2 separate regions of the Anser cygnoides genome follow, and region 1 is linked to region 2. Evidence: chromatin contacts called from public Hi-C data. All regions are on one chromosome and are shown on one strand. Each heading gives the region's core, a stretch centred on a gene start, on an enhancer-like site or on the middle of the called end of the contact. The rest is flanking DNA. Distances are from core to core; before and after follow the strand shown.

Evidence for each region. A called contact is a pair of places that touch in the nucleus more often than the background predicts.
Region 1: a contact with region 2 is called in a Hi-C map of liver, with 1.7 times the contacts expected there. The contact joins the enhancer-like site here to the promoter of NR3C1 in region 2. A contact is called at or near these places in 2 of 7 Hi-C or Micro-C datasets (both in liver).

Annotation. Positions count from the first base shown.
Region 1 is chr14:1,285,159-1,291,169 of Taihu_goose_T2T_genome, forward strand. All of the region lies in intron 21 of ARHGAP26 (Rho GTPase activating protein 26), which reads right to left. Among named protein-coding and RNA genes, the nearest start is that of NR3C1, 110 kb to the left of the region's middle. Within about 2 kb of position 4,698, at least 2 of the 3 cell types and tissues checked have open chromatin away from gene starts, as enhancers often do. A contact at or near this core is called in liver, where this site is marked.
Region 2 is chr14:1,179,489-1,186,058 of Taihu_goose_T2T_genome, forward strand. It overlaps NR3C1 (nuclear receptor subfamily 3 group C member 1), which reads left to right and starts at 2,609. Exons shown (of 9, transcript XM_067005456.1): 1 at 2,609-3,078; 2 at 5,099-6,288. The coding sequence starts at 5,102.

The sequences.
Region 1 (6,011 bases), core at 3,448-5,947, 110 kb after region 2:
AGGACCCAGCAGCATTTACAGATCTATTTACTTCTTGGGTGTTTTTGCTTACGTGTGTTACAACTGGTAACTGCTAAGCTGTTTGCATTTTTAGGAGTTTATTTATTCCAGCAAGTACCACTTTATGCCATTCAATATGCCCATGGTGCTTGTGGCTCTCAGGCCTTTCGTTTTTGGGAAGGGAAGGAGAAAAGTAGTTCAAGTTTTAACTGGGACGCCTAATGAAGATTTATTCTGGTCTTGTAAATCAGAAGCACATGGGAGTAGCCTCTCCCCCTTACACTGACTGGGCTATTTTTTTCATGACCACTGGACCTTAGATCTGCTCCTCATTTCTTTCCATATCCACGGAGGGCAAGAAATAGCCATACTTGGTCAATAAGAAAATAAAATAAAATGCAAACGGACACGTGACGACTAAACCCAAGTTTCCCAAAGCTATCATCTCCCTAAGGCCGGAGTCCCCAGGGCAAAGAAGGTACAGGATCACCCGGCCACCGCACCTCCCCAAGGCGCGCTCCTGCTGGGCCCTAACACAGGAACTCATCCGCACGCCCTGCTCAGCCCAACCCCACGGACATCAGCTTTGTTGGCGAAACCACTCCAGGAGAAACCCCATTATGCCCATTATGCCCTGAATAACCCTTACGGACCTCAAAAACCCGCTGCCCTTAGGTCCTTTAGAAACAAGCGAGCAAGAAAATAAACACAATTATTCCATTTTGAGGGAGCAGCGGACTACGCTTCCTTCATCAAGTAATTTTTCTTTCAACATCCATTATTTTTGACTTGGTTTGCACATAAAAAAAGCCGATTCCAGGAGCAATTGGTAAAGGCGTTGATATTGTGAAGGGAGCTCTCTGTAATTATCACCCTGACACAAACCCGAGTGCACGCGGACAGGCACGCGAACCCTAAAAAGGGTGTGAAAGGTGCCAAGTCATGAACTCCAAAGCTGAGGAACAAGTCAGCTGCTGCAAAGTGCTCATAAAGCCCCCCTTTGGCTGCATGGCCACGGCAGGGGACAGCCACCCCTGGGGGACGGCCACCCCTGGGGGACGGCCACCGTGGCAGCCCAGCAGCCGCCCCAGCACTGCACGATGCCGCATCCTCCGAGGGAAAGCACGAAGGATTAAAGGATGCACTGCCTAGGCACGGGGGCCTTAAGGCAACTCTAATCCTGGCGTTTCCCTGTGCGTGCAGCCAAGTTCCCAGCCCAGGGGATCCCGTCCCATGCCCTGCTGGCGCAGACGGCTTCTCAGGTTTTTACAAAAGCAAAGCAAAGCCGGGAGGATCCTCCCGCGGGCAGGGGCTGAGCCTCTTGAGGCCGAGGCAAAGAGGCTGCTGGCTGCGCCACCCCCGAGCTCCGTGCCTGGTATTTTTGGAGACATCCCCGCACGCAACCGGCAGCGCCGTCCCGCCCCACAGAAAAATGTGTATTTTTGCGCCTGCTCTGCACAGGTAAAAAGCCTCCTGCCACACCTCCTGCGACTCCCCCCCCTGGCTCTAATCGCCGCCGCAGTTCCTGCTCATCAGGCTTCGTGGCTTCCCCCAGGCTCCCCCCAGGGCCCCCAGTCCCACGCTCAGCCTCCACCCTCAGCCGCCGGCAGCCCCAGCCGCAGCCTCCGCTCCCTGTGGGGGGGTCCTAAGCCAAGGGGTCTTCCCCACGGCTCTCCCGATTCACCAGGCAGCATTTCTGAGCGCCCGGCCTTGCTTTGGAGGCCTCGTGTTTGGCTGCTGCAGCCAGGCTCGCCCTGCGCTGCCATGCCAGCAGCCAGGGAGCCGGCGTGGGAGGGATGCCCAGAGCGGCCGAGGCGCGTGAGGACAGCCTCTCCCTGCCCCCCTCCAGCGCCCGCCAGAAATGGCTGGAGCTACGGTGTCCCTCCGAAAGGACAGCCTCACAGAGCCGCTCTAAAATTAGCCCTGAGATTGAATTGCCCTGTCACCACTCGGAGAGCCGGGGAGCCACGTGCTGCTTGCGGTGCTCCGAGGAGAGCACCAGGCACGGCACGGCACGGCACGGCACGGCATGGCATGGCACGGCACTGCATGGCACGGCATGGCACGGCATGGCACGGCATGGCACGGCACAGCACGGCATGGCACGGTACGGCACGGCACGGCACAGCACGGCACGGCATGGCACGGCATGGCACGGAACGGCACGGCACAGCATGGCACGGCATGGCACGGAACGGCACGGCACAGCATGGCACGGCATGGCACGGCACGGCACGGCACAGAATGGTCCCCCCCAGGGCTGGGGACAGAGCAGGGGCACTGCTGTGGGATGCCTGGGGGCCAGGGCGAGCACCACCCGGCCTAGCTGGGAGTTCCGGGTGCTCTCCCACCCGCCCCGACCATCCTGCACGCTTCGGATGCAAATCTCCCCTCCTGAGAGAAAAGGCAGAAGCCTCCTGGATATTGTTTGCATGCTCCTACTTCTGAGCAGGCCGACGACTTCATGAAGTCGCAACGCAAAAATCCAGCCCATCTAGTTACAGGGCGAAAAGTCATCTGGCCTCACCCCACCTTCAAAACCGTCACGCACAAGAAGAAATTACGATGAGAGAACAGACCGAAACCCTCGCTACTCCATCCAAGGCACATCTCCGGTGTGCGTTACCAGGCCACCAGAGCAAGGTGCTGGCTTTTAAGGATTTAAAAAAAAAAAAACATTCTCAAGTCTTACGTGCTTTGTGATCACACAGTGTTTGAAAACTTTCCCCGTTTCAGCTGAAGTATATATCCACGCTATAAATACAGGCTTTTCTGGCTTTTGTTTTGTCATGTTTCCTAAGGAAGAAGTTCTCTGCAAAGGCAAGGGTAAAGAAAATCAGTGCCTATTTAAAAGAAATATTTAAAAATCCCCATGTGGGGCGTTGGTGGCAGCAGACAGCCAGCTCCGGTCCCTCGTGCCCGCCGCCGCAGCGACAGCTCCTGGCAGGGGACAGCAGCCCTGCTGACTCACCAGTACAACTCCCGCCCAGAGCGGTTTTTCCATAAAAATAAAACCAGCCCTAATAAATAAACGCATTCCCATCGTAAAACCCTGATTGGTGCCTGGGAAGGAAGAGCCTTCGCCCTGCAGCAAAACAATTTCCCTCCTGGCTCGTGATGGAGGGCCAGGACCGAGGAAGGCAAAGGTGAAAACGAGCGAGTTCCCCCGGCCGAAGGACAGCGGTGGCACGCAGAGCGCGTCCCACGCGTGCTGCTCTCACAGCGCCCGACGCGGCCGCCCGGCCCCGCTCACGTGCAGAGATCCGGGAGAGCAGCAGGAGCCGGGAGGGATCCCTGGGAGGACGTGAGAAGCAGGAGCTGGGCTCGGCCCCGCGTGGAGCAGAGCTGAGCTACGCACCAGCATCTGCCGGCGAGCCGAGAAGCTTTGTAGACAAAGCTCAGGCAAACTTCTCCGCTTCCACAGACGGCGTTCAAAATTTTTAACATCACACGCTGTAAGGTCACAGGGTATATCGGATGTATCAGTGCTCACTGCAGCAAAACTGAAACAAGACGTCCCCCAAACTTGCAGCCTTAATGTCTTTGCTCCAGCAAGCCTTGCGCTGAGATCAGCAGGAGCTTCACAGACTTATTTTGACGCGAACATCAGCCTCCACAGTAAGAAGCTCGAACTTCCAGCCGACACGGCTCCTCTCCTGGCAGCACCCCGAGAGCTTGTGCAGACATTGAGCAGCGTGCCCTGATGCTGTGAGGGGCTGGGTGCCCACCACGACGACACGAGGGGCAGGGACGTCAGTGACTAAGGGCACCAAACCCGTCCACCTCCCAGCAGCAGAACAGAGCAAAAGGCCCTGGTCCACGATGGCCTGCACGGAAGCATTCATTTCACTGGTAATTTCAGACACCAAAAAAAAAGAAAAAAAAAAAAAAAAAGAAGAAATTCAGTTCTGGTCTGGGTTAGTTTTTAATTTACTAACCTTTGCTGTTGTCACTTTAGGGAAGGAAGCACCAAATCCAGGATTCCTTTTTTACTAGTACTCTCAATGAGTTCCTTGTTCAGAAAGAAATCCTTTTTTCTTTAAAGAAGGAAAGCGGGGCTTCCCGGCCTGCTCACACCTGGAATTTTACAGCTCCTCAGCTGCAGGGCTTGAATTCTTGAATTCTGCCAGCACCGCGAGCTGCTCCAGTCGTGGGCCGGGCAGCTCCTCCTGAGCAGGTCCCGAGATGGGACAGCCCTGGCCCGTGGCCAAAAACTTACAGAAAATGGTGAAGAATGCAGGAAAAAAACTGAAGCTGGGCTCGATGATGGGTCTCACGGGACCGGCAGAGGGTTTGGCAGGGTTTTTGAAGGAGCACGGAGAGCAAGGCACCCTGACACGCTCCCTGATGCCGGGCACCCTCATTGTGGGTCCGGTAATTACAGGGGAGCACTGGAAACCCTCGCACGGCAGTAACAGATAATAGCAACCGGCTTCAGTGCCCAGAGCTGCCCAAGGCTTTGCAAAGCTGAAATTACCCAGCTGGTTAAAGAAACAGGGACGGCTTTATACAGGCATTATTTGTGCAGCGCCGCAGGGCAGCAAGGACAACGCCGCCGGGACACTGGCACCATTCAGGCAGCGCGCCCCGACCCCGAGAGCGCAGCCCGTGCACAGCCGCAGGGCAACGCGCTGCTCGCCGCGCTCCTGCCCCGGCGGCACTCCTCCTCGCCACTGCCCGTCAGCACCCGCACGGGGCAGAGGCGTGAAGCAGAGGAGCCCCGCACCTCCGTGGGCTGGGCACGGGGATCACCGCTGCCACCGCTCCGACCGCGGCTGGGGGTGACTCCGGTGACCGCCCCAAGCAGAGCAACCCCAACCATCACCCGACCCGCAGCCCTGGTGTGGAACCAAAACCACTCGCGCCAAGCCCTTACTTGTCTAAAAACGCGTGCTCCTTCCCCAGCGCCGAGCAAGCCCGGCAGCCTCCCTGCACACGCTGCTCTCCCCGGTCCCCCCCAAACGCCGCGTGGGGGCTGAGCACCATCAGCAGGCTCGAGCCGGCTACAAATAAACACGTGGAAACGATCTGGGTATGTTTAACCACCACAGCACTGCAGAGGAAATACAGCAATCAAATTTTCATGGGACTACAAATTAGGTTAAAAGCAAATATTTAAAGACAAACTAATGCGTTTCAGCAAACATTAAAACCCAGGAGCACAGATAAGTATGAGAACAGCATGGGCTCGTGCGGAGCAGACTCGGGCTGATGGGTAAGCAGGCACAGAGGCTGAAGAGACATCTATACATAGCATTAAAAGAGAATAAAATGAAGTCAAACACTTCATTTCTTATTGAAAGATTGGATTGGATTAAAGACATTAGATTTACATAATTGGGGTTATAGAGAAGAAAACATTTGCTTTGAGGTATTCACTTTAGACTCACTTTTTAACCTTTAGCTCGACCTTGACTAAAAGCTTGCACATTCCTGTGTGTGCAATCACTGGATGTAAGGAAAAATACCAAATGCCACAAACTTTGCCAGAGGCAGAAGTGCTGCCAGGGCTACCCTGCTAGGCACCGCTTCACTTTGCACAAGTGTAAAGGCCCCTTATGGGCCGCAAGCAAATGGTTCTGCTCCAGTCCGCTCACGTAGCTCTGGGTGACAGCAAGACGCCTCCGCTCCCCACAGCCTGAACTGGTTCGTTCTGCTGAGCTTCTTTACGACTTTCTTTAAAAAATAAGTTATTAGGAAGAGCAACTCTTGGAATTTGAAAAACTGCAAATCTGGCAAACAATTCCTTAAAGTCGCAACGAGACTCGGGCTCACAAACGTTGCTGCAATACGAGTCACATAATTTTCTTCCCTCGGAGGACAAATAAACTAAAAACATCCTGTTGGGGGCAACGGCATGTGACTGACCCCCAGGGCTTCCACCAGCAGCACGGGCACGAGACCCGCGCATCCCGCCCCAGCTCACGGCACACAACTCGCGGCCTTACCGCGGCTCCTGCCCCGCGGGCGCCGTTCCTCCCGCCCAGCGTCCTGCCAGCTGGGTTCGGCTT
Region 2 (6,570 bases), core at 1,359-3,858:
GACTTTGTATTCAAACGTGACTGCAGCTGTATGGTTTACTGTGAGTGTTTCCAATGGTTTACTGTGAGCGTTACCAACGATGACCTTGTAATGAGCGCTGCTGTGCTTACCAACAAATAAAAATCGTCCTTCATGAGAGTAAGAATGTAAATCATTCTACCCTGACCAAATTCCATTTCTGCATACATCGCACTCTGGTCTGCCGCAGCATTCCCTTCACGAAAAGCCTGTAGGATGCTCTATTTCCTCACAGTTTTGCACTCTTGTACAATGTCACTGTGTGATGCCGGTAGATAAATTCTGTTTAGCAAACTAAAATCATGCCCTTTTGGATAAAAGATGATATTAAGATACAGAACTATTCATTAGAGAAGGAATGTCCTACTCATTACCATGCAAAAACAGTTTTAATCAAGCATCTGAGCATGTTTATAAACAGATGTTTCATCTAAATGTCTTAGAAATAAACAGCTTTGGTAAACAAGTTCCCTGAGTCTACAGAAAGTTGAGAGTGAAGCTAGCATACTGCGGTGTTACAGCTCTCCTACGCAGGCTGATGTCCTTCCATACGTACCCTAGACTTGAGTTTAGCAAAGTTTCACTGGGTAGGAGGGGTGCCAAATGCCAGGCAGTTTCTATGGTAGAATGTTCACAGAGCAATAAATTGAAGTGAATTTGCTAGGTACAGTCACAGAAGTATGTTAGGATTTCATGCTTTAGGACACATTCTTGCGTTTGTTTCATACAGAAGTCCCCCGCAACATTCCTGTACCTGGTAGCAAAGATTCTGTAGTCTTTGTGAATAGTCTGACTTCTCTATTTCCCTTGGATAGGAAGAAGTGTTTCCTGTTAGCTGTAAATTCATTGCATCATTCAAGAAGCACAAGAAGACAGTTTTGAATGCTATTTTAAATATGCCTTTCAAAAATCCATTAGATTAAGGGGTATCGAAGAGGAATATCTAGATTTTTAGAACCATTTTTCATATGTACAACATAAATGATTAAAAGATTAACACACTGTGCATTTATTTTGCATATCATGTAACATGTATCAGTATCTTCCAAAAGTCATCGTTGCACTAAAAAAAAACCAACTCATTACTTAAAAATTAAGGGCAGAATAATTGTGCTTTTGAAACATTGCTTTTATTTGGCCTTTTCTTTCCCTTCTTGGTATAAGACGATCCAAATTTGGATTTAAATAGATGGAAAGACAAAAGCCTATCTCATTAATGTAACCTGTATTATGCAAAGTAATTTATTGGGTACAATACTAACTATTTCTAGATGCTAACAGTCTGTCAACACACTTCTGGTACAAGCATTATCTGGTCATCATCCCAAGTTCATTTAATTGTTCTGAATCAGAACAATCGATACGCACGTAAAAGGGCAATCACCACCCTCCCCCTCCATCACCTAAATTTTTACCAGTTCCAGGGAAAGCCAAAAATCACTTGTTCTGCCCTGAAAGAGCAACCTGTTCCTCTGAGCTTTCCCCACTTCTCCAAGGCAGCAGAATTTTCTACTTTGCTGTTTTATTTCATTGGTATTTTTAACTCCTGGACTACTTCCTCAGTGACAATTTCTGGTCTTTTCTTGTCCAGGAATCTGTCAGGAATGACTGACTGGTGAAACAGGATTGTCCCAACAGCGAGCAGACTGAACCGCTGTGGATGTTGCACCCCCAGTGCTTCATCCTCCTGATGCCTCTGCATCTAAATCCAGCTTCAGATCTGATGAATGCCTAGTTGTTTCTTTAAAACTGTCAAAATCTGTTAGTCTCTTAGGGAAACGCTACCGTGATTTGCGAAGCTGAGGCACGCTGCTCGGTGGAAACATCTGTGCTTTCAGCGGGACAGTTCCTCCCCGCCCCGTCCCCTTGGCATCCCCTCAGCTACTCTGCGGGCTTTCATCCCTTCCGACCTCCACGGACTTGGGCTCGCGCCTTCCACCCCAGCCCCTGTCCGCCCCCCAGGAGCGGTTTTTTGACCTGGAAGGCGCCTTTCCCATGACTTTTTGCCGTCTTTCCGCGACCCCCCCCCGGCCGGTTCCACCCCCCCCCCGGCTTCGCTCTCCCCGCCCGGCTCGGCGCAGGTGAGCGCGGCCCGGCCCGGCCCGGGGCCGAGACCCGGGGCCGGGGGGAGCCGGGCCGGGGGGAGCCCTCCTCGGGCCCTCACCCCGCGGCCCTCGGGGGAGCGGCGGCTGCGGGCCGGGGCGCTGCCCGTCGCCGGGAAGTTGGGGAAGTGCGGGAGGAGAGAAGCGGGGCGGCCCCGCGGCTCCCCGCTGCCCCTCGCCGGCCCCTCCGGCAGCCCGGGGCTCGGGGCGGCCGCCGGGGGGGGAACGGGACGGGGGGGGCGGGCGGCCCCTCGGAGCCCGAGCGGCGGCTGCAGTTGCCCGCCTCAGCCAACAGGTCGCACCGTTCCCCCTCGCTTGGGCCCGGCGGGCGCTGCCCCGCGGTGCGGCGCGAGGGGCGCCGGGCCGGGCCGGGCCGTGCCGAGCCGAGCCGAGCCGAGCCGGGCAGGGCACGGAGCGGAGCGGGCGCTGCCGCCGCCCCTCCATGTGCCGGCCGCCTCCGGTGCCGCTGCACGTCGGGGAGGCGGGCGGGAGGAGGGGGAGGGGAGGAGGCCGCCGCCGTCCTCCATTTTGTGGCTGGGGCCGGGGCAGAGCCGTGCCGAGCGCCGCGCTGCCCGGCCCGCGGGCGGACGGGCGGGCAGGGCAGGGAAGGAAGGGAAGGGGCGGGCGGGCGCGGAGGGCGCCGGGCGCGGGCAGCGAAGGAGCGAAGTCTGCGGCGGCAATTAGCGCTAATTAGCGGAGGGGGCGCCGCGGCGGAGGGAGGGAGGGAGGGAGGGAGGGGCGGGGACTAGGTCAGGGGCTCGGGCCGGTGGGAGGAGGAAGGGGGGGGGGGAAGCGGGCGCCCGCCGCCGCGGCTCCAGGAGGGGCGGCTGTTTACTTCCTCCGCCCGCGCCCCTTCCACCCTTCCTGCCGCCCGCCGGCTCCCCCAGGCCGCCCCCGGCCGCGGGGCCGCGATGGCAGTCGGCGGCTGAAGGAGCCCCAGCGCCCCCCCCTGGACGAGGTAAGGGGCGGCGGGGGGGGGGGGGTCCCGCGGGAGGTAGGTGGGGGGGGGGCACTGCGGACTGCGGCCCGGGGAGCGCCCCCCGAGGGGACGGGGGCGGGCAGGGGGGTGCCGGCGGCGGGGGCTCGGTGGGAGCCCCCCGAGGTTTGTGGCGGGGGGGGCCGGTGCTGCGCGACCCCCGCCCGCCGAGCGGCCCCGCGGGGGGGGAGCGGCGGGGGGGGGGGGGGAGCGGAGCCCGCTGCGGGGCGCGCAGGCAGCCGTGGGCTGGCCCTATTTTGCAGAAGTGGGTGTGCCAGCGAGACGGCTCAACAGGTCTCGACACATTTCTCTGAAAACTGCACTTCGCGAGGCGGGATTCGCTGCGGTCCCGCAGCTTCAGGCGTTGCGCGGCTCCGTTTTCGGGTGTCCCCCGCTCGCCGGACCCCTGCCCCCCCCCCCCCCCCCCCCCGCGTCCCTGACGCGTCTCCCACCCCCGAGGGGCCGCCGCCGCTTTTCCTGAGGCGGGGGAGCCGTCAGCCGGAGCGGCTTCGCCTCGCTGCCCCCGCCCGCAGGCACGCGGCAGCCCCCCGGCCCCGGTGCGGGCGCTGCGGGCCGGCCCCCGCCGTGCCCCCCCCCCCCCCCGATGGCCGCGCCGCGCCGCGCCGCGCTCCCCAGCCCTGCCCGGCGAGGGGCCGGCGGCCGCGGGCCCGTTTTGCGCTCCGCGGTCCGGTGTCGGCTCGGAGGCGGCTGTCAGGGCGCCCCGCCGCTGCCCTAGGCACGGCTCGGGAGGTTCGGCGGCTCGGGAAACGAGGGTAAGAGACCCCCCCCGCTCGGAGCTGGCGGGGGCAGCGCGGGGCCTCAGGGCGGGTTTCGCCTGGGGAAGTTTCCCCCGGGCCGGCTGCGGCTTGGGGCCACCTTAAAATTTTTACGCACGGAGACTTCTCTGCCGATTGCAGCCTTAACTTTGGCATACAGAGAGCTGGGGCTTTCATCGGCAGTCTGAGGAAAGCGGGCCGCGGAGCCGGCGGGTTCGTCGTTCGGGCGGTGTGAGCTCCCCGCCTGCCCCCCCTGCCCGGGGGGGTCCTGGGGGCCGGGCCCGAGCTGGCCCCGGCGGCCCCTTGCAGGCAGCCGTAGGCAACAGGCGAGCCGTATAGACAGTTTGCGTCCGAATTTACGGTCGTTCTCCAAATATTTGTGCTCCGTGCTGAAAATAAATATAGTCAACACGGGCAGATGAAACTGATGAGGTTTGTCCTCGGCGTTAGATGTGCTCCCAGAGCAGCGACGAGCGCTTAAAGTTTCTGAAGTCAATAAAAATCCTGCTTTAGTTTTAGTTGGTTTTTAGTTGTAAACGTAGGATTTGTTTACAGAATCACGTTGACTTTATTTCAAGGTTCACAAGCTGCGTTTTGAGCTGAACTTAGGCAGAGTTTTGAGGTGCGGAGGTTGTACGGCTACTGGAAAACAGCGAAATGGTTAGATTTTGGCTGGCTGGTGGATACCGAGCTTGAGAAGTGGGTTAGGGAGGCTGCTCCCGCCTGCTGTGAGTGATGCATCGGGACCTGCAGGGAGAGGGGAAACCGGCTCGTAGAAGTGGTAAATACCTTCTCGCCTTCCCTGCTCGAGATGCGTTTAAATACCAGGGGAAGTCACCCTCTGAAATTCGTGAATTGGGTACTTCAGCAGTTCGTGCACTTCCTTGCTTGCTGAGATGGATAACAGAGCTTGAGAGAGCGTTCAGAAAGCTGTCCTACGTTGCAGTCCGATTCTGAGTTGTGTGCAGGCAGACTTACTGCTTCATCCGGGCTCAGCAAAGCTTTATAAAAAAAAAAATCATGTTACCACTCAGCTATGAACAAAAGCCAAAAACAGTGGGTTTGGGAAAGATGTGGCACACATCCGCTTGTAACTTGACTTGCTGTGCTCTCGTTCTCAAAGTAGTTAAACGAGGTTCACTAGGCTAATGATTTAGACTTTTTTTTATTCTGTTGTTAAAATATCCTTCGTGTGCTAACTTTGAATGCTTGTTATCTTTTTATAGCTAATGTTGAAAGTAATGGATTCCAAAGAATTGCTTAACTCGTCAGATCAAGACAAAACGAGGAAAAATGTGCTCATCAGTACCAAAGGAGGGATTGTGATGGACTTTCATCCACCCTTCAGGGGTGGAGCTCCTGTGCAAGCCCCTGTATCTACATCTCCTCTCCCTGTGTCTTCTCAGTCAGATTCCAATCAGCAACCTGCTCTGGCTGATTTTTCAAAAGGATTAGTAAACAATGTGCCTCAGCCAGACCTCTCCAAGGCAGTGTCGCTCTCCATGGGACTGTATATGGGTGAAACAGATGCAAAAGTGATGGGAAATGACCTTGGATTTTCGCAGCAGGGCCAAATTGGCATCTCTTCTGGAGAAACGGACTTCAGGCTCCTGGAAGAAAGCATTGCAAGCTTGAACAAGTCCTCGAGCCTGGCAGAGGACGCAAAGGGAGCAGCATCTTCTGAGGTGCCGCTGGAGCCGGATTTCCCCGGCATGGCTGGCCGCAGCGTCCCCTTAGAGCCGGGAGCGTCAGTCCAAAGCCAGGTTGGCTCTAATGGTGGCAACTTGAAATTATTCTCTGAAGACCAAAGCACCCTGGATATTCTCCAGGACTTAGAATTGCCACCGGTATCGCCTGGCAAAGAGCCAAATGGGAGCCCGTGGAGGCTTGACCCGTTGCTCGATGACGGTGGCTTGCTGTCCCCGATATCCGCAGACGATGCGTTTCTCTTGGAAGGAAATTTGGGGGAAGACTGCAAGCCTCCTATTTTGTCTGACACTAAACCTAAAATTAATGACCGTGGTGACCTTTTACCCAGTTCCAAAATGCCAATGCCTCAAGTGAAAACGGAAAAGGAAGACTTCATTGAACTCTGTACTCCTGGCATAAAGCAGGAAAACATGGGCCCAATTTATTGTCAGGCAAGCTTCTCTGGGTCTAATCTACTGGGTACTAAAGTCTCTGCCATATCTATCCATGGTGTCAGTACCTCTGGGGGACAAATGTATCACTATGATTTAAATACTGCATCGCTCTCTCAGCAGCAGGATCAGAAACCAATTTTTAATATCATTCCATCTCTTCCTGCCGGTTCAGAAAATTGGAATAGGTGCCAGGGATCAGGGGATGAGACTTTAGCTCCTTTGGGAACGCTCAACCTTTCTGGCAGACCTGCTTTCACTAATGGCTATTCAAGGTAATTAGTTTTTGTTTCTCTTTATTAAAATGTTACAAGTATGTTTAGCACAACTGCACGCAAGCTGGCTTTTTTATTTTTTTCCCTCCAAGTCGATCGTCACTTTCTCATTCGTTGTGTACGGCCGCCTGACCGAGTATCACCGATGTGTGGTTCTTACATTGCTCGGCAGTAATTTTCGCCGGGTACTCAGCTCTGGGTGTGAAAGGGAGGAAATGAGGAGGGGAGCTGACAGGCTTTAAAAAATAAAAATAAATCTAAAATGTGTCCTAAGGGGAAAAT